Regions from separate parts of the Mus musculus genome. Here all the other regions are linked to region 7. Evidence: chromatin contacts called from public HiCAR-type and promoter capture Hi-C data. All regions are on one chromosome and are shown on one strand. The core of a region is the stretch at or near the end of the contact, and the rest is flanking DNA. Distances in the headings are between cores, read along the strand shown. Region 1 holds the start of Il4ra (interleukin 4 receptor, alpha). Region 2 holds the start of Gsg1l (GSG1-like). Region 3 holds the start of Mfsd13b (major facilitator superfamily domain containing 13B). Region 4 holds the start of Mettl9 (methyltransferase like 9). Region 5 has its middle 20 kb from the start of Il21r. Region 6 holds the start of Xpo6 (exportin 6). Region 7 holds the start of Lcmt1 (leucine carboxyl methyltransferase 1).

Region 1 (2,899 bases), core at 10-2,509, 2.2 Mb before region 7:
CGATTGTGGCAGTCATTGTGCCTGCCTCAGGGACAGTCTCCCTGGCCACCTGGCCCTCCCCAGTCTGGGATGGCACTGTATTAAGACCCCAGCACAGCCCAAATACTGCAAACCCTCAGATGGTCACAACCTTGCCCAATTACCAGTGTGTGATCATTTGGGCGACTCACTTGGGTTTCCCCATCCTTACCCTGAAGATCCAGGAGCAGGGCCAGGACTACGAATCCTTCCTACGACTTCCCTGAGCCTCAAAGCAAGGAATTCAGGGGCTCCTGCAGCGCTGTCTCCCTTTCCACATATCTAGCCCCTCTTATGTCAGCGAGGTGGCACACGGAGCCGTCCCACCTTCTAGTTTTTGCCCATGCTGTACCCACAGTTCAGCATGCCTTCTCTTGTCTCTGATTCTCGACCTGCCAAAGTGTTCTCCCACACCCCAAACTGACTCAGGAGCTGTACTGCCCAAGGAAGAGGTGCCCTGCTTGCCCAATACACTCCCTGTCTTGTGTGTCTATCCCTCAGTCAGAGAGCACAGCCTAAAACAGCAAGCAGAGCACAGACGAGCTGGGGAACACACACACAGTGGTCACCTCCCCTCTCTGCCTCAATGTCCCCTTAAGCGGTCATGACTTCCCTGGCTGATTCCTAGAGGCCTTACCAGGACTGTGGAATCCCATTACTCTCTTCTGGCCAAACATATTCTCAAGTCTCAGTTTCCCCATAAGACTTTAGGATGGGACAAATGTCCCAGCAAATGCCCCCAGACTCTCAAAAGACCACCTGTAGAAGGAAGGCCACATTGAGCCTCACACCTCCCAAAGGGCTGGAGAAGGGCAGGACCCAGGAGTGCTGGCTTGGGGGCAGACGGAATCACAGACTAGCTGGCTTATACAACGTCCAGTTTGCCACAATAGTCAGGTTTCTGGGTTACTGAACCGGAACCTGGGAGGAGCCTGGTAGTCCGGGCTTCTACACAAAGATCCCTAGGACGTCTTTGTGGGGACCGGACCGCCGAGGCTCCCTGAGTTCTAGCGCGTGAGTTGTCTACTTGCTTGACCCGCGCCCGAAGGCAGCCGACCCTGGCTGAGCGAGGAGCCCAGCAGCCCCATGCCCACCCCAGGTTCCGCGGGCTCTGGTTTCAGGCCAGATCGGTTCTGTAGCCACCACTGCCCGGTCCCCAGGCTTCCCCACCGCCCGTTCCTACCTGCGAGTTCAGGCTCCACGCGCCGCGCGGGGCTTTCCTGCGAGAAGGACCTCGCCCCGCTTCCTACGCCGCCTGGTGTCCCTTATTTACATGCGACGCCCCACCCCGTGCACGGTCATTTACATGCCCCGCCCCTCACCCAGCTCATTTTCACCCGCAGTCCTCCGGACTTTGCCTGATCGCTGGCTTATTTGCATGCCCCACCCCACGCGTCCGCAGCTGTCCAGAGCTCCAGCTTTTAAGTCCCACGACTGCGGGACTCGAATCTTTGCCCTTTCCCTACAGACCAGCTTGGCTTGTGTTTGCGGCTGTTGCTCATTTTCCCAATGTTTACTCAGCGTCTGTGCCAGAAAGCAAAACAACTCATCAATTAAGAGCGAGTGTCTCCTGCTAGGTTCAGGCAGGAACCTTGCTGCTACTACCAAGAGGGAGTCATGCGCAACTATCCCTTTTCAGATGAAGAAGCTGAGGCATGGATCTGTTAGGAAACTTGCTTAAGGGTTGATGAGATGGCCCGCAAGCCTGAGAGTGCAAGATCTATCCCTAGAAACCACGCAAAAGTGAAAAGAAAGAACTGACATCACGAAGTTGTTCTCTCGCCCACAGCAGCGCAACTGTGACCAGCCTTGCCTTTGCTAGCTAAGCCATCCCATGGGCTTGCCATCCTGTTTTGAGCATTATGGATTGGGTTGGCTTAGTTTTTTGCTTCTTGTGACAGGATCTTGCTATACAGCTTTGGCTGTCATATTGTAGCACAGTCTGAACTTGAAGTCACAGTAATCCTGTCTCAGCCTCCCAAGTAGGATTGCAGATACAAGCCACCACATCTTGCTGTCTTCTGAGTCTGCAAGCCATCTTTTGATCCCTCCTGGCTGGCCACTTGTCTTCATGTGACTGGATTGTATGACCCTTGCCCAGGGGAGAGGGGACTATGTGAGATACATCGATATGTGACAGAAACAGGCTGGCCTGTGATGGTGCTTGGGACCAGCCCTGCTTGGCTCAGGTGCTCAGAGAAGCTCAGCAGAACTAGGCCGAGAAAGCAGCTGGGCTGGAGCCTGCGTGCCTGGTTGTGAAATCAGAATCTAGACAGTGCTGACAGACCGGAAAGCAGCAGGAAGGCCAGCACACATGTGGTCAGGGAAGGCATTTGAAAATGTTCAGGGGCACAATGATGGGAATTCTTAGCACTCCTCTTTCAAAAAACCTTTCTATGTATCTAAGTTGATGTCAGGACAGAGCCAAGGATACTGGCCAAGAAGACAGACAATAGCAGGAAGCTTATATTCCCTCCACAGTCCCAGACTTCCTAAGTGACCACTCTGTTTGGCCCAAGAGTGGGCTGGGAGCCCCAGATAATCCAGGCTCTTCTTCCAGTTTAAGGGCTTCCCGAGCTTGCCTCCTTCCAAGCTTGGAGCGCATTCCAGCACAGCGGATGGAGCTGCCTTTGAGCTTACCTCAGTGTTTAAGAGTAGACTATTTTTGAAACAGATGTAGTGTGATAGAATAATTAGTGCTGTGGGGAAAGCTCTGTTGGGTCCCCTCAGTAGACCCGAGTTTGAACCCCAGTCCCCATGTTAAAAAGCTGAGAGTGGAGCTTGGAAGACTACACAGTAGATAAGAGCCCTTGTTACACCAACCTGGACCCCAACATCTGAGGAAAAAGTTGGGTTTGCCTGTAATTCTGCACTCTGGGAA
Region 2 (2,934 bases), core at 182-2,681, 2.7 Mb before region 7:
ACGTCAGTGCACACCCCAGGGCTGCATTTAAACGTGGACAGGCTCAGATGATACATATTGCATGCCTGTTGAGGGCAGCAGATTCCTTGTGGTCGTTCATTCACATTAACCAATACTCGAATGCACCATTGCAATCCAGAAGTTCTCCTGAAAATAGTTAGAAACTCCTTGTTTGGGGCCAGAAAGAAGCTCTGATAAGCAAGTGCAGGGCTCCCCTGGCTGTCCTCACACCAGCATTGCTTTAGTCTCTCCTGCCCCCAGGCAGAGTGGCAGCAGCTGGCAGTGAGTGGGGCTCACCCACAGGAGTAAGGCAATTCGTAATCTGTTAACCTTGAATTCTGCAAAGCCTGCCACTCGGCAAGCTGGGGGTGGCTGGAGTCATTCTTGGCTTGGGCAGAATTCAAATTAGCTCCTGCAATCAATGTGCAATTAATGGTTGCACACCCTGGGCATCCAGGCACTGTGCCCCATGCAGTGGGAAGAGTGAAGGGTGTAGCTTCATCTTAGAGCAGAGGTGGGGTTGGGGGTGCTCACAGATGAGCAATCCTAGTTTGAGAAAGAGATGCTAAAAAGGTCTGAGTTTCGTCAACTCCTTGGCCCAGATATTCCTAATAGTGTCAGCATTTACTGAGTGCCTACTGTGTGCCAGATGCCTTCCCCACCTCTGGCTCTGGAACACATTCTTTCCTTTTTATAGATACAGAAATCGAGGGTCAGAGAGAGCAAGTGTCTTGTTCAAAGTCACACAGCTGGTCGAGTCCTGGATTTAACTGACTGCAAAGTCAGGATGGTTAACCAACCCTGCCCGGCCAGTCTTAAGCATTCAGCATTCGCAGACCTGCAGGACACCACCTTTTGGCGACCACGACTTGCTGTTCTTTTTGTGGCCTCTTGAGTCATGTTCTGGGTCTCTGGTGTGGATAGCCTGGGTGGAGAAGCCCTGTTTGTCACATCCTATGCTCGCTTCCTTGTGCAGGCTGCCTCTTTGCAAGCTCTCTGCCCTCCTGTGTGGTGACAGAGAGCCTGTGGATAGGAATTGGTCTCAGATAGCAAGGGTGAGCAGGGACAAGCCTTTCAAACGCTGAGGCTCTGCATCCCCATCCCTTCCTAAGCTCCAGATGGGTCTTGCAGCCTTTGCAGAGGCCCCTGACAGTCTAAAGACCCACAGAAGCTGCCTTGTCACTTATCTGGCAGGGCTGTGTGGGTCTGGGTGAGAGGTCTTCTCCTGCCTTGAGTGAGGCTCCTTTGGGAGCGTCTTGCCTGGGATCTCTCACTTGTCCCTCTCCACTCCCGCGCGGATCTGTCCCCCGCCCGCGCCCAGCGTGGCGCGCCCCCTCTCCGCGCGCGGGCGGGCGCTGAACAGTGTCGCCGGCCGCCTGCAGGTGTCTCCCCACGGAGGGGCGCGCGTCCCTGCGCCGTGGCCGCTGCCAGGCGCCCGCGGCTGCTCGCCGAAGCGCACTCGCGCTCCGGGCTCCGGGCGCGCTGGTCGGCTCCACTCTGCGGCCCCAGTCGCCCCGCGTCCTCGTCGCCCCGCGTCCCCGCCGTGGGCCATGGGCCTGCGCCGCGAACACCGTCGCCGACCGCAGGCACCTGAGCCCCGGGGCGGGCGCTGACGCGGGCACCGCTGCCAACTTCGCGCGGAGCTGCGGGCGGCGCGGGCGGCATGAAGACGAGCCGCCGCGGCCGAGCGCTCCTGGCCGTGGCCTTGAACCTGCTGGCGCTGCTCTTCGCCACCACCGCCTTCCTCACCACGTACTGGTGCCAGGGCACGCAACGGGTGCCCAAGCCTGGCTGCGGCCAGGGCGGCGGCGCCAACTGCCCCAACTCGGGCGCCAACGCCACGGCCAACAGCACAGCCGCCCCCGTCGCCGCGAGCCCGGCCGGCGCGCCCTACAGCTGGGAGGCGGGCGACGAGCGCTTCCAGCTGCGCCGTTTCCACACTGGCATCTGGTACTCGTGTGAGGAAGAGCTCGGTGGCCCGGGTGAGTGCTGGCGCGGGGCTCCCCGGGGACGCGCGCCCGCTGGTCCCGGACCGGGGAGGTGGCGCGTCCCGGTCCCCCGCGCGCGCACCCTGGCTGCGAGTTCCAGTGCGTGCGGTCCCTCTTCGGCCTGAAGTCATTTCCCCGTGTACCCCTCCTTGCTCCCATCCGCCCGTCTCAGCTCGGGAGGTGATAGTGGGGGCCGGGGACCTTTGCTGTAGGCAACCCTTCCCACCGCAGATCTCCGGGGCCAGGAACCCAACGGTTCTGCTACTCTCAAGCTGCGCTAAACGTCTACGATAGGGCTGGAGAAAGCAGGGGATAGAGGAGTCTGATGAGCACCCTTATGTCCTTCCACTAGCCGGGGTATCCTGGAGCCCTCCCAGGAGTGGATGCGGGAGTGGATGGTGTGGGAGGGAGGGAGAGAAGGGAGGCAGGCGGGAAAACAGGCAACTTAGGCACTGGAGCTGAGGGATCCTGGCTTAGCACAAGTCTCTTTCAGAACTGGGGAGGGGGCAGGCTTTTCAGAAAGTAGACCGACACTTCTGTCCCCTCACCCAGACATATGGGGCTGAAGTGAATACCCCCAAAAGATAGCAAGTCTGGAGCACTCAGGGGACCTCTGCCTGATAGGGGACTGTGCCATATGGTGGGTGGTACTGGCTATGGATTCAACCCACAGCTTTCGGGTAGTAAGCCACTGTTCTGGCAGGATCCCTTTGGAAGCGCCGTCTCCCCCTTTATGTAGCTGTATCTTCCTCACACTCAGCATAGTCTAAAAGCCTCCTGTCTAAAACTTCTTGCTTCCACAAGCCTGATCCTCCCACACCACAGCAGCCACGGAGCACGGTAGACATGTGCCCCCTCCAGGCTCAGGTCTCCATAGACCTTCATACACGACAGCCCAAAGAATGAGAAGGGATGACCATGGGTCCTCCTCCAACTGCAGGCAGCA
Region 3 (3,163 bases), core at 65-2,564, 2.4 Mb after region 7:
TAAGGTCTATTAAGGAGTCTTTCTTAAGGAATGAAGAGGAAAATCTCGCCAGAACAACATTCCTGTAGGGACAGGGTTTGATGGTTGTGTGCCTTCTATCCCAGCACTCTGGAGGCAGAGCCAGCCTAATCTACATAGTGTGCTAGGCAAAGCTGGGGCTGCACAGTGAGACTCTGTACAAACAACAAACCAACCTCACAATGGGGAGGCTTTCTTGACCTTCACAAGACCATGTTCCCAGGAACAGGTGCATGTTACACTGATCTGAAAAGGAGCATCTTAGGACCCACAAGAATGATGGAGAGTGGCACGCCTAAGGCATCGTTAGCACTGAAAAAAGAAATTAGGGTGAAGTATTCCTTCCTCCAAATTACCCGAGATCTCAGAGAAATAAAAGTATCTCTGAGGATTTGTAGCTTCTTCCTAGCAATTTCTCCTGTTTTAAGCCATAGTAATCTGAGTACACTATTTTAAGGCCACAACTGGTGCTTTTTTTGGATAAGGCAAACTTTCAACTGCTTTCCACTTTAGTTCGGGTGACACTCCGGATCTGTGTGAAGGAGTTAACTTCAGGAGGTTTCTACCAAATCACTACTGCCAAACCTGAGTAATTACTCCCCTCCCCCCCTCAGTTGTCACAGTTCTTCTCCCGTCCTCTGTAGATGCTATCAGTTATAACATCCCCTCCCCCCCTCAGTTGTCACAGTTCTTCTCCCGTCCTCTGTAGATGCTATCAGTTATAACATCCCAAACATCTGCGCCGACCTTTCTGCCCTCTGAGAGTTTCCCTAAGTGAGGTACCCAAATATATTAAAAGTTTAACCCAAGAAACAGTAGTTACGGCTGTGTTAACAAGCTGACGCCGGCAAGCTGGCCACCAAGTGCAATGCCTGATCTTAGGTATTTATCCTGGGCTCTATGAACCTTTAAGAAATTCTATGCAAAACTGTGGCAACTTTTCTCAGGGGAGGCGGCTTCCACTGGCCAGCCCGGGACTCTGGAGTGTGAAGTGGGGTTGGTGACTGCCCTTTTAGGAGTTCATAGCCAGGCCCCTGGAAGGCCAGGGCTCCAAGATTGAGGAGCAGCTCTCACTCAGTAGCGTTCTCTCGGCTTTAACTTCCCGACGGACCATGAGTCTCCCTCCGAGCATCACCGAGGGCAGAGCCAAGGAGAGTTGGCCCGCATCCGAAACCCTCGGGTGGGAAGATGATGACCCGTGCCCAGAATTAGTAGTCCTCGGCACCCGGTGTTCGCCAAAGCCACCTCCACACTCCGGAACTGGAGTGCACTCAACTGAGGAGACGCGACGCAGACAAAAGAGGAGGGGCTGCCGACCGCACCCTCTTCGTCTTTCCCCGCCTCCTTTGTTCCTTCCTAAGCTATTATTGGCTGATGGTCCTCGGACCCGCGACCTTTTTTGATATTCTATTGGCTGAAGTCGCTGTCACTCTATAGGCGGCTCATTCGTGATTGGTCAAGGTGCCTCCCGGGTTTGAATCGTCTCCCCGGCTTTGGGAGGGTTCTGCCAAAGTGCCACGTTGGGCCGGGCAGCAGGCGTGAGGAGCCGGCTCCCGGCGCCACCCGGGGCGCGCTCGCTAGGGCGCCGGCCTTTGGGCGGCGCGGGATAGCGGCGAGAGCTGCTGCGGGACCTGCGTGTCCCGCCCCAGGGTGGCTCTGGCTGAGGGCGGCGGGGCCGGGGGAGAGCCCGGGGCAGCGGCCGAAACGGCAGGGCGGCGGCAGAGCCCGCTGCCCCCGGACGTCCCCGGCGACATGCTGGCAGATAACCTAGTGGAGGAGTTCGAGATGGAGGATGAGCCGTGGTACGACCACCGGGACCTCCAGCAAGGTGAGGGCGAGGTCGCCGGTCGGGAGGGGGGGGCGGGATTGTTGGGGTGGGAGTCCGGGGGTGGCAGGTGTGGAAAGTGCTAGAAAGTTCCTTAGGCTGGAGGTTTGGGATGCCGCGGCCCGGTGCTTCTTGCCCTCACCTGGCAACGGATCCGCCCATCCCGACCGCAGAGAGCAAGCGCGCGCGGCCCACGGCCCTGCGGGTGCGCCACACAGGCTGATGCTCGGTGCTTTAAGAAAGCGCTTGCCGGGTATGAGCGGATGGACCTCTGAGGTGGGCAGGAGTGGACCAGCTTGTCCTGCTCTAGAGGCGAGCTGCTGGCCTGGGTCCGGGTCGTGCTGCCCTGCCTGCCCCACATCGCCTTTCATGGTCCGCAGAGTCTGCAAAGCCGCTGCAGGTGGTGGGAGGGCAGTGCTGCTGTGCGGTACCCGCGCCATCTCTCTGTGAGAGTAAATTTTTTTTTTTTTGTCCCGTTTTCCAGAAAGCAGAGGCTAAAAGATTTAGGTGGATTCCCTAAAGCCGAGTATGAGGAGCCTGTAGACACTGTTCAGTTTCTTAGCATCCCAGTTTACAGCTTACTCAGTTGGGTATTAAACTGTTTTGTTTTGTGTTTTAATTTATTACTTAGCCATCGTTCATCGGGGGCTAAATGAAATTATTCGAGGGCAGCTCTTATCATGCGCTTATCTTTCTTTCGGGTTTTCAATTAAAAATAATCCTGCCTTGGTTTTCTTGCATCGGGGCATCTCCAGAGACAATCTCAAGAGTGCCCCCAGTCTGAAGCCAGTGGCCCATTTTCTTGTACATTCATAGCAGGATTTTGTGTTTGGGGACACTGATAGGCCGGCCCTCAACACCCTGGTAGGCTCCTTTAATTCTCCCAATAGCATAAGGTGCTGCAGTAGGTACCTCTGGCTGAAGAAGATACTGTTGGGGAGACTAGGTATTCACGGCAGACCCCAGAGTAGACATTGTTAACCACCATGCTGAGGGATCCGCAGGAATCCTTTGTGCTATTCTGTATAATGATCTCCACTCCAAACTTTTTGGGAAAATTAATATCTCTTTTGAGTTGGCTACTAAACACCGCCTCTTGTTCACAATTCAACTGAATCTGATGGGGGAAAAATTCGGGCTTGAATGATCCATACTTAGAAAAAGAAAACAGGTAGCTCTTTGGAGAGATGCTAATTTGTTTTTTGTTTTTTTGTTTTTTTTTTTGTTTTTGTTTTTTTGGTTTTTTTAATCCTGTCTGTCTTGATTTCTTAATGTGAAATGACCTAAGCCCACATAGATCCCTGTACTGCTATAATTGAA
Region 4 (3,254 bases), core at 397-2,896, 2.3 Mb after region 7:
TTCCAAAATAGAAAATGAGGTCTGAGTATTGATCAGGGTAGAACAGTTTCCAGGACCTGGGTTCCATCCCAACACCATAAAAAAAACAACACAATCCAGTTAATAGCAAATAAAATCTTAATGCTGTTATACATAAAAAGGTGAGGTCCAAATAACACAAGGAATCATTCCTTACATCTCTCTGTAAAAGCAAGACATACTAAACTCAGGCTTTTAGAAAAAGCGCAAAGTTTGTCTAAATTCAAAGGCTTCTCTTCTGTGACTGCAAGGTTAACCACAAACTACTTACGGTCAAATGCAAACTACCTCCCTCTTAATTCAACAGCTGACCCATGCATGTTTCTTTAAGTGGTACAAATAGCTAATGAAAAGACCATCCAACCCCATCCAACCGGTAGAACCCCCACGGCTCACAATCCATTCATTAGCTACAAGAATTCACTGCTGAACAGTTCAGATTTTTTAAACCTCTCCGTTTAAAGCTTGCATCATCTTCCTCCTCATCCCAACCTCTCTGGTCAGCTCACTAAACCCAAGTTGAAAGGACACGTCTCATAGGCAGAGGGGGAGGAGAGTTCCTAGGCTGGGAGCCCAGACCTGTCAAACACATTTTTTTAAGTGCTTCGGGGAAATGTCAGCCGAAATGTTCACGAGGCCCAGTTTAATGTCTTTAGAACCCTTTGTATATCCAGAGATTCGGCCAGACAAAAAGAGACCGGCTTTCGGTTTTGTCCCTCGGGGGGGTAGAGGAAGGCTGGCTGGGTGAGAGCTGGGGCAGTTTTCTGCTCAGGCCCCAGTGCCAGTTGGGTGGCCCTACCCAAAGTTGCTCGGGTCCTGAGGGCGGACGCGGACGCCGCCGCCGGCCTGGGAACAATGCGGGGCTTCGGGGCGCCCACGCTGGGGCCCGGGGAGCCAGGCAGCAAAGGCTGTCCCCCGCCCGCGCCGCCGAACAAAAGGCGCCGTGGGGCCAGCGCCCGGGCCGGGAAAAGTTTGTGAGAGGCCGGGGCCGAGGCCCGAGCGCGCCGCCCCGCACAATGGCCCGGCCGAGCGCGGGAAGGCCGAGCGCCCCGCCGCGCCGCGCCACGCCCCCGCTCCGCAGGGCTGCGGCCCAGTACCTGGTGCGTGTCCTTCCCGCCGCCCGCGGCCGCCGCTGGCCCGCCGGGGCCGCTAGTCATGTTCACGTACAGGGAGCGGGAGAGCGGGCTCCGCAGCGTCCACATCCTCCGCGCCAGCCACACGGACGCCAGGCTCAGGCACAGCCAGCCCGCCAACAGTCTCATCGGGGGGCCGCGGCCGCCAGCTCGGATCACCGCCGGGCCCAAGCCCAGGAGGAGGAGGAGGAGGAGCCGCCGCCTCCGGCCACCGTCGTCGCCGCCGGAGCTCGAGCCATCGCCGCCAAGTCGCCCGTGCAGCCCCCTTCGGGGCCGAGGCAGAGGGAGGGGGAGATGGCGCGGGAGGGGGGGCGGGGGAGGAGCGGCAGGCGCGCGGCCTTCTCACGTCCCCCGCGGCCCTTCCCAGCCCGGAACGCCAACGACTCCAGGTCGTGTTTCCACCCGGTGCACGTACAAACGCAGGAGGGGCGTCCTCCCTGCCCAATGAGCGGAGACCGGGAGGCCCGGGAGTTGGGAGAGAGGGCGTGCACGTCCTCCGTGGCGCCGCCTGGACTCATAATGGCGGAAGATCCGGGGGAGACTTCCTAAAGGGGCTACTAGAGTCTGGCCCCTCCGAGGAGGGGTCTGCAGGACTTCCGGGCTTGTCTTGCCTTAGTAACTACCCTGTGGGCCCCTCGATTACACCTTTGACCTAATTGTTCCCATTGACACAGACCCAGGTTTATTCGATAGACCCGCGCTGCCCTTCTTGCTACAGTCTTGACCGTCTATTTAATAATTTCCATCTGGGGTCAGCGAACCTGACTCCCAACTCCAAAAGCCACCCGATAGCTGCAAAGCAGAGAATCGAGGGGGAAAGAATCCCACCGCCACTCCCAGTCCCGGTGTTCCCAAGCCTGAGAAGCGGCTGTCACAGGTCTAGTGAAGCCCTCATGAGTGAAAGCTCTGCCTTTGTTGGAAACTGTTGCTCCTGGAGCACTCAACGAAATGTGATGGAAAATAGCATCTGCTGGACAACGAAGGCCACAAGTTAGTCCTGGCTGCCATGTTTCCTTGCAAGTTAGTCCTGGCTGCCATGTTTTCTCAAGCTGATAGAAGTTGGACCAGACATTCTTAAAATGTGCTCGGTCTGGGGAGATTTAGCCAGATATTTCTTAGATCATTTATAGCAGGAAGAAGCCCAATGTTTCTAAAATGAGGGTCATGAGATGTCGTTGTGTCTCAACTGTTGCTACTAAGCTACAGCATATTTCCTAGCCCAGCTACTCACACCTTCCTAGGTTTGTTAGAATATGCTTTTCATTTGACAGCGACAGATTCTGTACATTAATTTTAAATTAATTATAAAACAAATTTATCTTTACGTTAATTTCATCACACTACACTGAAGAGATTTCCGTTTATGAAATAATGACCCCTGGATGAGAAATGGCATTCCTTATCACAAACTCCTTAGGTGTTAAAGTATCTATTTACCATCTTTCGTTAATAAGAATATTTTGTTACCTAATGTGCATAGAATATAACAAAATACTTTGTCTTCTCTCATTCTGGTATATTCCCTGACATCTCTCCAAGTTGGGTGTTAAACCCAAGACTATACCTTACTAAATTGAGCTCAACTTTCTAGAAGTACTGGTCCAACATACTTAAAAGAAGCTATAATAGTGAATGTAAATGACTGTATTATGTCCCCTCTTTGAGTTCCAATAAAGCTCTTCTGTATCAAACCAGAGTCTTCACCTTTTTAAGTAAAGAGGAGATACAACAAGAGTGCATAAACGGGCATATTTCATTTCTAAAGACAAAGGATACAGAAAACTGTGTCCTAAGATTAAGCTTGCTTAACCACAGCTCCAAGACTTCAATCCTAAATGTATCCTCTAAACAAGAAGCAAAGATACATCTGATAGGATCTGAAGAATTTGGGGTGAACTTGACAGCTAAGACACCTACCAAATTTTGCTTTATGCCTGAGCAGCTCACCTAAAAAAATAAATTACCCTCACATTCAAACTACTCTATAATCACAAACTACTTGTGTAAGTGTGATTTACATTTAGGAAGCACAGGAAGAAAGCAAAGCACAGCATAAGCAAATGAAGAAGCAAATATGATAGCAAACCTTTTTATAGAGGGTGG
Region 5 (3,378 bases), core at 661-3,160, 2.2 Mb before region 7:
TCCTTGGCTACGTAGGGAACTTGAGGCTTTTGTGTCCCTTCCCCAGAAGACTAATCTCTGCTTCAATCAGTCCTGTGGCTACAAAGAACATAACTACTCTGTGTGTGTGTGTGTGTGTGTGTGTGTGTGTACATGTGTAGGTATATGCTGGTGTTCAAATGTGTGTGCACAGGTCAAAGACCAAGGATTGATAGTAGATGTCTTCATCAGTTATTCTCCACTTGATTGATTGATTGATTGATTGATTGATTGATTGATTGACAGAGTCTCTTACTGAACCTGGAACTCATCCATTTGGCTAGGAAGGCTAACTATTGAGCACGTGCACACAGACACATGCATAGGCACACGCATCTGCCTGTCACTCCCCACCCCCACCCTGGATTTTTACATGGGTAAAATGAATGAATCATGCAGTCCTTACGCATGGCAAGCAAGCAAGCACCTTCTCAACTGAGCCACCTCCCTGGGTTCAGAACTGGCTTTTCAAGGTGAATTCTGATGCACATCTGCAATCCCAGGATTTGGGAGGCAGGAGCAAGAGCATGCTTCCAGCACAACCTGGCTCCATGGTAAGACCCTGAACCAAGATAAAATTAAGTACGTTTACTGGCTTGTTTTAAAAGGTTGGTTTTATGCATGTGTGGGTCAAGGGGATGAATTCCTTCAAAGTAGAAGGCTTGCGTTCTGGGACTTCTTTCATTCGCATAGACAGTTGAGCTTCGATAGGAACAGAAAGTGGTGGTTGTAGGAGTGTCAGAAGACTAGGTTTGTCACCTACAAGCCTGTGGAGCCCAAAGAAAGCACCCAGTAAGTCCAGTACTAGTTCTGGGAATGCTCTCAATGGTCAACTTTAACCACATGACTCCCTGTACAAAGCTACCACTGTACCAGGTAGAGAAGGGAATTCTCTGATTGGCTGAGCATGAGACACATGCAGGAGCGTTGGGGGGGGGGGGTTTCATCAGGCCCACAGAAGCCTGTGAACTGGGAGTTACAAGCTGGTCCCCAAGGAGGCCACTCTATCAAGAGGACAGACTGTGATGTGCTAGGGTAGGGTCCTGTGAAGCAGGGGCCACTGGAGACGTGGGGAGGCTGGACAGAGGGAGGCCCACCAGGGAGGCCAGGGTCTAACCCTGCATAATGTGGCAGGGTCACACTAGCTAAGGCTGTAAGAGTTCACAGGTCACAGAGTAGGAAGTGGTGAGCAGTGAGGGAGTGGGGTCTTGGTGTGGGGAGACCTGGCTGTGGATTGCTTCCTGTGTGCACAGCTGCATGCCGTATCTGTGTGCGTGCTCTCTCTCCATCCCTCTCCTTTCCCTGTGTGTGTGCACGCGATCATGGGTGTTCTTGTGTGTACTCACATGTGTGGGTGCCCCTGTATATTCCTGTGAAGGCCAGAGGTCAATATTGTCTTTTTCAATGGCTCTGCACCTGACCTTTGGAGGCAGGATCTCTTATTGAACCTGGAGCTTACTGGCTCCAAACCCAGCTGTCGGTGGCCCCGGGATCTTCCTGTTGCTGCTTCCCTCATACTGGGGTCACAGGTGCGTGGTGCCATCTGGAGTTCTACATGGGCCCTGAGGATCTGAAGTCAGGTTCTCTGGCTTGTTTAGCAAGCACTTTGCCCAAAGAGCTGTTTCCTAACCCCCTTGTTATACTTTTCCTGTTATTAGTCTCTAGGCCTAAAAAAAAAAAAGTTTTGAGTGTTTTATTTAATTAACTTTATTTTCAAAAGAAACTTCATCTCCCCAAGATGGAAAAATGGTATCTTTACCATAAATCGGAGGGAAGTGCAGACAACTGAAACAGAAACCCACACTCCCTGCTGTGGGCTGCTGTACCACCCTGTGGATGATCAGCAGAGGAGAACTGAGAGAGGGCTCAAGGAGAGAGAGCCAGAGAGCCACGGTGAGTTCTGCACTCACTCCACCAGAGGCCCAGTTCTGCTTCAAGACAGTTTTGGTGAGCAGCTACTATGTGTCAGGCTCCATGGTTCTGGGCTCCACGATTCTGTGGCAGTGTGGCCATAGTCAGAAGTCTCAGCACTGCAGCCCACCTTGGAGGAGAAGACCCACTGGAAGAGAAGGAGGAAGGGTCCATAGTGCCCATAATTGTGGTTGTCCATGTGCCATGAGCCTTGTGCCAGCTGGGCTGCTGACATGGCTGAACACTGGCTGTGAAGATGCCCAACAGATGCTGTGGGTGGCTCTGGGGTTTACACAAGGGCACTGAGAAGAGACAGTGGGAGACATCAGTCCATCCGTCATTCATTTACAAGTCACGGTGCCTGTCTCTGTAGGACCAGATTTAGAAAGGATTGTAATTAACTTAGTGGGCGAAGAGGTGGCAGAAGAGAAAGGAAGAGAGGAGGAAGAGGGGAAAGAAGAGGAAGAGGATGGGGGCGTAAAAGAAGAAAGAGGAAGGAGAAATCCAAAGGAGGAGGAAGAGACTGAAGTGGACCACATCCCCTTCCCTCCCCCCTCCCCACCCTGTGGCTGCAGGGAAGAAGGAGGCCCCTGGGTTGGTACTGTAATTTTTATTCTGACTGTAACATTCATTGCTTCCCTGAAAGTATAAACATGTGCACAGGTTCCAGGAACTAGGGCATGCCTAGTTGAAGGTAGCTTCAGAGTTCCTTGTTCCATCCGCTACAACACTGAAGATTGGGTTACCTTTGCAAAGGAATTTCTGTTTAAACAAAAGCACATGGCTTTAGACTCAGGAGGCAGGGTTTGACGATTAGATGATGCGTTCGAGGACTTTTCCCTCTCTGCCGCACCTCATTTGCCTTTATCTTCCATCTCGATACTGTCTCTTCATGACCACAGTGTGGACGACAAAGCACCATACATTACACGCAGAGTGGAAAGAAAACGGCAAAGGACTTTCTCCTGCTGCTTTTCCTGATTAGGGAGGACTGTCAGTGTGGCCTGTGGTCCCATGGTAGCAAAGGACAAAAAACCATGTAGAGTGACTTGGGCCTCGGTGGTCAGCTGGAAATCATGGCAGAACTGTAGCAAGGAGGGTAAGTCAGAGTAGCCAGAACTCATCAGAGGCCCAAGGGACAGACACAAAGGACAGTGTGCAATACAGATGTGTGCCCAGACCACAAAGTCATAACATTACAGAGTGGTGCTCTATATGAGGGCCTGGATCTGGGTCTGCATGGAAGGAGCTGGGACAGAGGACCTGGACCTATGAGAAGTTGGTGCTATGTAATGGCAGAGGGATTGGGGTGGTTCTGCAGTGGAGTTCTTGCCTGCTGTGAGGACCTCTGCTCATGACCCCAGCACTGTAAAGGAAAAACAGCCAAGAGTCACTCTGCACATAGCCTATGGCGAGATGGGGACATGTGCAGACACAGGGTGGTGACAG
Region 6 (3,206 bases), core at 169-2,668, 2.8 Mb before region 7:
TGAGCTCATTCTGGATATGTGGACTGCCTGAGACCTAATGTGTGTGTGTGTCCCTGTGCAAGCATGATACTAGTGTGGTCAAAAGACAACAATTTGTGGTAATTTATTTTCTCCTTCTTCAATTGGGTTTTGTTTTAGTCACTGTTTTATTGCTGTGAATATATACCATGACCATGACAACTCTTGTAAAAGAAAGCATTTAATTGGGGGCTTGCTTCCAGTTTCAGATGGTCCGTCTATCATCATGGCAGGGAACAGGTCGACATGCATGGTACTGGAACAGTAGCTAAAAGATACATCTGATTCACAAAAGGAGACTGGGTTTGCCATTGGCTTTTTTTTTAAATGTTTATTTATTTATTTATTTATTTATTTATTTATTTATTCTATGTAAGTACACTGTAGCTGTCTTCAGACACTCCAGAAGAGGGCATCAGATTTTGTTACAGATGGTTGTGAGCCACCATGTGGTTGCTGGGATTTGAACTCAGGACCTTTGGAAGAGCAGTCGGTGCTCTTAACCACTGAGCCATCTCACCATCCCTGCCATTGGCTTTTGAACTCTTTTTTTTTTTTTTCTGAGACAGGGTTTCTCTGTGTAGCCCTGGCTGTCCTAGAACTCACTCTGTAGACCAGGCTGGCCTCGAATTCAGAAATCTGCCTGCCTCTGCCTCCCAAATGATAGGACTAAAGGCAAGCTCCACTACTGCCCGGTGACTTTTGAACTCTTAAGGCCCACCCCGAGTGACACACATTTTTCCAACAAGACCACACCTAATCATTCTAATCGGTTTCAAATAGTGCCACTTCTGATGACTAAGCTTTAGATATGGGATAGGCATTCTTATTTAAACCAGTACAGGTTCTGAGGATTGAACTTAGATTGGGTTGTCAGACATAGTGGCAAGTACCTTTAAAGGCTGAGCCATATCCCATAAAAACTTATTTTATTTACATGCATGTTTGTGTACCTATATATGTGTATGCTATGTGAGTATGGGTGCAGGTGTCTCCAGAGTCCAGAAGAGGGTGTTGAGTCACCTGGTGTTGGAGTCTGGAATTAGGGATGAAGCCAATTTAGATCGTGACACTAAGTGTTTCAATTTCATCCTGTGACACTTTCTGGTCCTAGGACCCAGAACTGTGGACTGAATGAATAAGATCCCAGGAGAGCACAGACCAGCATCGCCGAACTTCTAGTCCGGTGTCAGGGTCCGGAAAGATGCTCAGAAAAGATTTGCGGAATGAATGAGTGAAAAGAAACGAAAGGGAAACCTTTCCTTTACCAAAATGGCCGCGTGTCCCTTTACCAACGCGGCGGTCCCTGGCCTCTTGGGCGGGGACGTGGTGGGCGGGGCCAGTGAACAGTCAGGTGCGGCCCCGCCCTCCTCTGCCCTCACTTGATTCCGGATTGGTCCGGTTCCAGCGCCGCAGCAGGCCGCGGGCTGAGGGGCCGCCTGGTGCTCGCCACTTCCGGCGCGTTGGGCTGTTGGCAGAGGGTGGCCGCGAGGGGCGAGCCGCGGCTACTGGTGGCGCGCAGGGATGCGGAGGGAGCCCGCCGCGAGGACAGAGGTGGCGAGGACAGCAAGGGCCCGCGGGCCTCTCTCCTGAGCCGGCCGCGCCGCCCAGGCCCAGGCAGCCTCTGCCCCTTCAGTCTCGGCTGAGGCCCGTCGCCGCCTCGGGCCGCGGAGGCCGGGGAGTCCCTGCCTGGGCCCGCAGCCTCCCTCTCGGGGGTCGGGCCCAGGCGGGGGGCCTCGTGTAGCCGCCTCTGAACCCCATTTTCTGCTTTTGCGTTTCCCCGGGGTGGGCCGAGGTCTGGATGAATCGCTTCGGGGGGTCCCCGAAGGGGCCCGTGTGCTCCTTTTAAAGGTGCCGGCGGGGCCCGGGTAGGGAACCGGTTGTCTTTGCATGGGCGGGGGACTCCCCGAGCCTGCCGGGACCATGACCTGAACTGTGCGAGCGGGACACGACGGATCCCAAGAGCTAGCTCACCTGAGCCATCCCCTTCCCGGCCAGCATGGTGAGTGGGTCCAGGGACCGGGTTGGAGGGGTGGCAGTGGGCCTCAGAGCAGCTGAGCCATCTCTTCTTCCCTGAGGCGGGGAGAGGCGCGTGCGAGCCTGGCCGGTGACACATGCGTGCAGGGTGTGCAACCGGCTGTACGCTCCCATTGCCCCCACCCCCACCCCCACTGGATGTCTTGAGTAGCGCCACGGATACAACCCCCTGCCTCACTGTTGGCTGTGCCCTTGTGCAGCAAGTCGTGATTATCAGTATCATTTATTTATTGATGGCATACTGTGTGTCATTTCCTTTGCTAAGTCAGTGGTATGTATTTTGTTAGTATATCAACCCCCTGATTGGAAATGGGGGATACTTGAGGCAAGAAGCAGTTAATTACTCTGCCCAAGGTCAGTTGACTCTTTTGGGTTAGTAGCACTATTTGAACATAAGCAATCTGTTATAGAACTGGCTGGATTTTTGGAGACCATCTGTCCAGCGGTAGGTTTGCGTTTGCAGAAATCTAAAGTAGTATTTGTAGAGGTTACTGGTTACGGATACAGACGATGGCAGAGTCAGCAGTGGGGTCTTTGGACATCTTGGTTGCTGTTCTTTTTGTTTTCTGCTCTGGCCTTTTCCTTGGAAAACTATGCATACTTTCAGGTCCCACTAAAAAAAACCTCTCTGAAAGGAAAATACCTCCTCTTCTTGCAGGCTTTTTAGCTTTTCCATAGTCCTTGGGGTTTGTGTACTCAGAGCAGTTGGTTGAGTGCTTGTCTTTTGCCATTTTAATGTTTCTGAGCCTTATCTGCCCATCACAGTAGGCAAGGTGAAGTTAGTCCTCTGATTCTTTATCTGCCTCAGTTTGGCATCTAGCCCATGATGAGTGAGTGCCCAGCCTGGGTTTGAGCACTGATCCCCCCCCCCCCCCCCCACACACACACACACATTGCCTGGCGATTAGAGGTGTATTGAGATGTGGCTGGTGCACCTTTTTAATGCACACATCAGACCAGACTGTCAAACTCTTAAGGGGTGGGAGGGTGGGTGGGGTACATAAAGTCCTGGTTAGTGGAAAGAGGTTGTTCTAAGGCACTCACTTTGTCCTCCTGGGTTTACAACCAAGCTGGGTAAAATACACCATTAAAGCTGAGCAGCATGGTATGATTTGTGCTATATATGGTGTGTGTGTTTGTGTACATACTAG
Region 7 (3,260 bases), core at 30-2,529:
GAACTTGCCCAAGTTTATATAGCTTAGGCAGTCTGGCTCCAGGACTGATGCTTTAAATCCCATTGCTTAGTTTCTAAGACCCTACAAAGAGTGCAACACTTCATTCCAAAACTTGTATTCCCCACACTATAACACCTCTCTGGCCCCCAGCCCACGCCTCTCTCCAGGGCATTGTCCTAATTGTTCCAAAGCCCACACTCGTCCCTAGTTCTGAACATTGTCCTACTTCCCTGTCTCAGGCTTTTTCTTGCCAGTTTAAACATCCCTGGATAAATTTCAAACTCTAAAGACATCTCCAAGAGCCCAACACTAAAGTATGAGTTTACTGCTCCTCCCAACGAGGCTGTGAGTCTAGTATGTCAACACCATGTCTGTTTTGCTCCTTTAAGTATTTGCAATCACTGAAAGCAAACCCTACCAATTAGCTCAAAGTAAGGCACAGTGTACTGTCTCAATAGCTTTGTTGCAGGAATGAAGGACATGCAAGCTTTATGTTTTCTTGTGCACTGACAAGACCCACCACCACCACCTACTACAACTCCATAAATACTGTGACCTATGTATAGTGCTGATTCTACAAACACTGCGGGTGCTGGGACCTGCAATCTACCCCTCCCTCATAGACTTGAGCTTCAGCTGCACAATGGGGAATAATGACCAATTTCAACAGGATTGTAACCTACCAAGCAAAGTTCCTTTTCTAACCCAGCAAAGCTGTAGTTATTACTTGCAACACACCCTGTCTTTCCTGAAGGCTAAGATCTTGCAAGCTTTGTTCAGAGCCTTACTCCCAGTCGTGGTACCCCGGGTTCACACACACTCGTTAATTGTGACTTAAATGAACCTCTCCCTGCTCCGTGCACTTCCCAGGTGTGAAGCCAGGGCCGCTCCAGATGAGTGCGACAGCCCCTTCCCAGTGTCCTAGCGTATGCCTTGGTCAGTGGCCCTCTAGCCACCTAGGCTCGGGACACCAGCTCCCATCCCAAACCCAGCGCCCCCAGGCACCTCTTGCAGAGAGAAGCATCTTCGCAGGTGCCGCGCACTCCCTCGTCGTCCAAGTCACAGCTCGACGAGCAGGAAGAGAACGAGGACTCCCTCGAGCTGGAGGCCATGTGCGTGGGATGTTCTGGGGTGCGGCACCCACCAGGGACATGGAAACGGGGAAACGAGCAGTGGGGGAAAGAGGCAAGAAACAGGCACCGACTAAAGCTGCAAAGATAAGGCGCGATAGGCGGGCGCTGCTCAGTGACGCCGCCCCCGCACCGCCCACCCACCTTTCAGCTGACTGGCTCCCGGGACATGACGTTTGTCGGACCAAGTTCCTCGTCCAGTCAGACCATTGGAGGATTCTTTAGGCTCCGCCCGCACAACCCGGAAGTTTCTAGAGAGCCCGGACATGCTGGTGGCGCCGCAATCCTTTTTGGGAAATGTAGTCTTAGTGGCTTCTTGTCGCTCAGTAACTTACAAACACAGTCAATTCAGGGCTGAAGGGCAGAGAGTCCACCCAAAAGAAGCAAGTTTAATGTATTAACTTTCTGTCTCCATTTAGATCATTCAACACTGTAACAAACTTCTAGTCGGGGAGTCAACACTGTGTCAGGTCCTGTGCTAATCAATGCCTTTGAGATGTTAGGAAGTGACTAGGAACATAGCTCAGAGCGCTCGCCTGGGAGTAGGGTTCTCAGAAAGAAAAGGGGGAAAAAGTTGTGAAAGAGAGAGTTGTGAAGAACAAAATGGAAAACTTTGTAACCATGAGAGTAAATTGGGGATGGGGCTACAAAATTTCTTGAACTCTGTTTCAGAATCAACAGATGTAATCAAAATAGTCTGCGGGACTGAGGAACAAGTGAATAGAAATCAAGGTTTAGGTGACATGAATGGGGAAGGTGGGGGAAGAGAAACCAGTGAAAGGACAGAGGGAGGACAGTTTCTCAAATGAGTAAATATGTTTCATAATTGTGCGTGTGCAGTGTACTTTACAGGTATTCCATAATGGATCACTATAAAACTCTAAATAAAATTGAAGGGTTATTTTCTATTTTGTTTGTTGTTTGGGAGAGAGGAAGGGATAAGCTCTAGCTTTAAGAAGTCTAAATCATACCCATAAAAATTCTGTGGCGATAGGGCAGTGATAAACACTTGCCCACCCTTTCCAGGGTTTTTGGATCTGAGCTCAGAAACACACACACACACACACACACACACACACAGAGAGAGAGAGAGAGAGAGAGAGAGAGAGAGAGAGAGAGGAAGAGAGAGAGAGAATGTTTGGGAAGCGAGAGCAATAGGATCCTTTGAGCCTAGTGTTGGAGGTCAGCCTGGATAATATAGCAAGACTATATTTCAAATTAAAAAAAGAAAAACTAGATGAGTTCTCCTATAATGAAGCCTGGCCTTTAACTCACTGTGTAGCCAAAAATGACCTTGAACTTCTAATTCAATGACCTTGAACTTCTGGTGCCTACACGTCTCCAGTGCTGGGATTGTAGGTATGTGTAACCACATGTAATTTGTACACTATTGAGGCTCAAACCCTGAGTTTAGTGCAATCTAGAAAATATTCTACCAACTGAGCTACATACTGACTCAATTCCTTAAAAAAGAAAACAGCAAATCAACCTATATATGTTCATATATTTTGTTTTATTTATTATTCACTGGAGACACAAGTAACCACTGATACTTCAGGGAGAGATGGCGAAAGGAATAACTGGAGTTCTGAAGTGTCGTTGAAGCTAATCTTGAGGGGTTATGATAAATTACCCTGACAAAAGCAACTTAAAGGGCAATATACTTTATTTTGGCTTGCAGTTTATTTTAGTTATTTTTCTATTGTTGTGAAAAGATACCATAACCAAGGCAGCTTATATAAGAAATCATTTAATCAGGGGCTTGCTTACATTTTCAGAGGGCCACTTCATGACTATCATAATGGTGAACAGGGCAGCATGTAAGCAGGCTTGGATAATATAGCCTGAGAGTTGGGGGTGGATGGAGGAGAAGGGATGGAGGGAAAGAGAGTGAATGACAGAGAAGGGGGAGGGAGAGAGGGAGGGAAGAGGAAGAGGAAGAGGAGGGAGAGGAAGTGATAGAGAGAGGGGGGGGGGTTTAAAACCCAAAGCCCACCCCCAGTGACACAGTGTCTTCAACAAGGCCACACCTCTTAATCCTTCCCAGAACTGTTCTATCAATTATAGGCCGAGCATTCAAATACATGAGCCTATGGGGTTTCTTTTGTTAAAACCACCACATAGTTCCAG

The links. Promoter capture Hi-C pulls out the DNA fragments that hold promoters and counts their contacts. HiCAR-type assays count read pairs that join an accessible place to other places.
Region 1: a contact with region 7 is called in a promoter capture Hi-C map of pre-B cells, with 5 times the contacts expected there. The contact joins the promoter of Il4ra here to the promoter of Lcmt1 in region 7. A contact is called at or near these places in 8 of 39 promoter capture datasets (the 3T3-L1 cell line, cranial neural crest, embryonic stem cells and 4 more), 1 of 484 Hi-C or Micro-C datasets (muscle stem cells), 4 of 115 datasets of contacts at active chromatin or transcription factors (astrocytes, embryonic forebrain, large pre-B cells and 1 more) and 3 of 9 other capture datasets (adipose tissue, embryonic stem cells and macrophages).
Region 2: a HiCAR-type map of astrocytes shows a contact between it and region 7, with 2.9 times the contacts expected there. The contact joins the promoter of Gsg1l here to the promoter of Lcmt1 in region 7. A contact is called at or near these places in 1 of 39 promoter capture datasets (liver) and 1 of 115 datasets of contacts at active chromatin or transcription factors (astrocytes).
Region 3: a HiCAR-type map of astrocytes shows a contact between it and region 7, with 2.7 times the contacts expected there. The contact joins the promoter of Mfsd13b here to the promoter of Lcmt1 in region 7. A contact is called at or near these places in 1 of 39 promoter capture datasets (pre-B cells) and 1 of 115 datasets of contacts at active chromatin or transcription factors (astrocytes).
Region 4: a contact with region 7 is called in a HiCAR-type map of astrocytes, with 4 times the contacts expected there. The contact joins the promoter of Mettl9 here to the promoter of Lcmt1 in region 7. A contact is called at or near these places in 4 of 39 promoter capture datasets (the C10 cell line, erythroid cells, liver and 1 more) and 1 of 115 datasets of contacts at active chromatin or transcription factors (astrocytes).
Region 5: a promoter capture Hi-C map of pre-B cells shows a contact between it and region 7, with 5 times the contacts expected there. The contact joins the enhancer-like site here to the promoter of Lcmt1 in region 7. A contact is called at or near these places in 6 of 39 promoter capture datasets (cranial neural crest, hippocampal neurons, liver and 2 more), 2 of 115 datasets of contacts at active chromatin or transcription factors (astrocytes and pro-B cells) and 1 of 9 other capture datasets (liver).
Region 6: a HiCAR-type map of astrocytes shows a contact between it and region 7, with 4 times the contacts expected there. The contact joins the promoter of Xpo6 here to the promoter of Lcmt1 in region 7. A contact is called at or near these places in 1 of 39 promoter capture datasets (pre-B cells) and 2 of 115 datasets of contacts at active chromatin or transcription factors (astrocytes and embryonic stem cells).

The regions. Positions count from the first base shown.
Region 1 is chr7:125,550,631-125,553,529 of GRCm38.p6, reverse strand. Il4ra (interleukin 4 receptor, alpha) reads right to left here and starts at 1,259. Exons shown (of 11, transcript NM_001008700.4): 1 at 1,202-1,259.
Region 2 is chr7:126,080,908-126,083,841 of GRCm38.p6, reverse strand. Gsg1l (GSG1-like) reads left to right here and starts at 1,431. Exons shown (of 7, transcript NM_001101488.1): 1 at 1,431-1,982. The coding sequence starts at 1,664.
Region 3 is chr7:120,980,660-120,983,822 of GRCm38.p6, reverse strand. It overlaps Mfsd13b (major facilitator superfamily domain containing 13B), which reads right to left and starts at 1,314. Exons shown (of 8, transcript NM_001374644.1): 1 at 1,093-1,314. It overlaps Cdr2 (cerebellar degeneration-related 2), which reads left to right and starts at 1,511. Exons shown (of 5, transcript NM_007672.2): 1 at 1,511-1,846. The coding sequence starts at 1,771.
Region 4 is chr7:121,032,837-121,036,090 of GRCm38.p6, reverse strand. It overlaps Mettl9 (methyltransferase like 9), which reads right to left and starts at 1,646. Exons shown (of 5, transcript NM_021554.2): 1 at 1,116-1,646. The coding sequence starts at 1,280.
Region 5 is chr7:125,582,008-125,585,385 of GRCm38.p6, reverse strand. No RefSeq gene overlaps it. Among named protein-coding and RNA genes, the nearest start is that of Il21r, 20 kb to the left of the region's middle. Within about 2 kb of position 1,910, at least 30 of the 459 cell types and tissues checked have an H3K27ac peak or open chromatin away from gene starts, as enhancers often do. A contact at or near this core is called in pre-B cells and pro-B cells, where this site is marked.
Region 6 is chr7:126,198,713-126,201,918 of GRCm38.p6, reverse strand. Xpo6 (exportin 6) reads left to right here and starts at 1,418. Exons shown (of 24, transcript NM_001311143.2): 1 at 1,418-2,020. The coding sequence starts at 2,018.
Region 7 is chr7:123,376,001-123,379,260 of GRCm38.p6, reverse strand. Lcmt1 (leucine carboxyl methyltransferase 1) reads right to left here and starts at 1,279. Exons shown (of 11, transcript NM_025304.3): 1 at 1,006-1,279. The coding sequence starts at 1,112.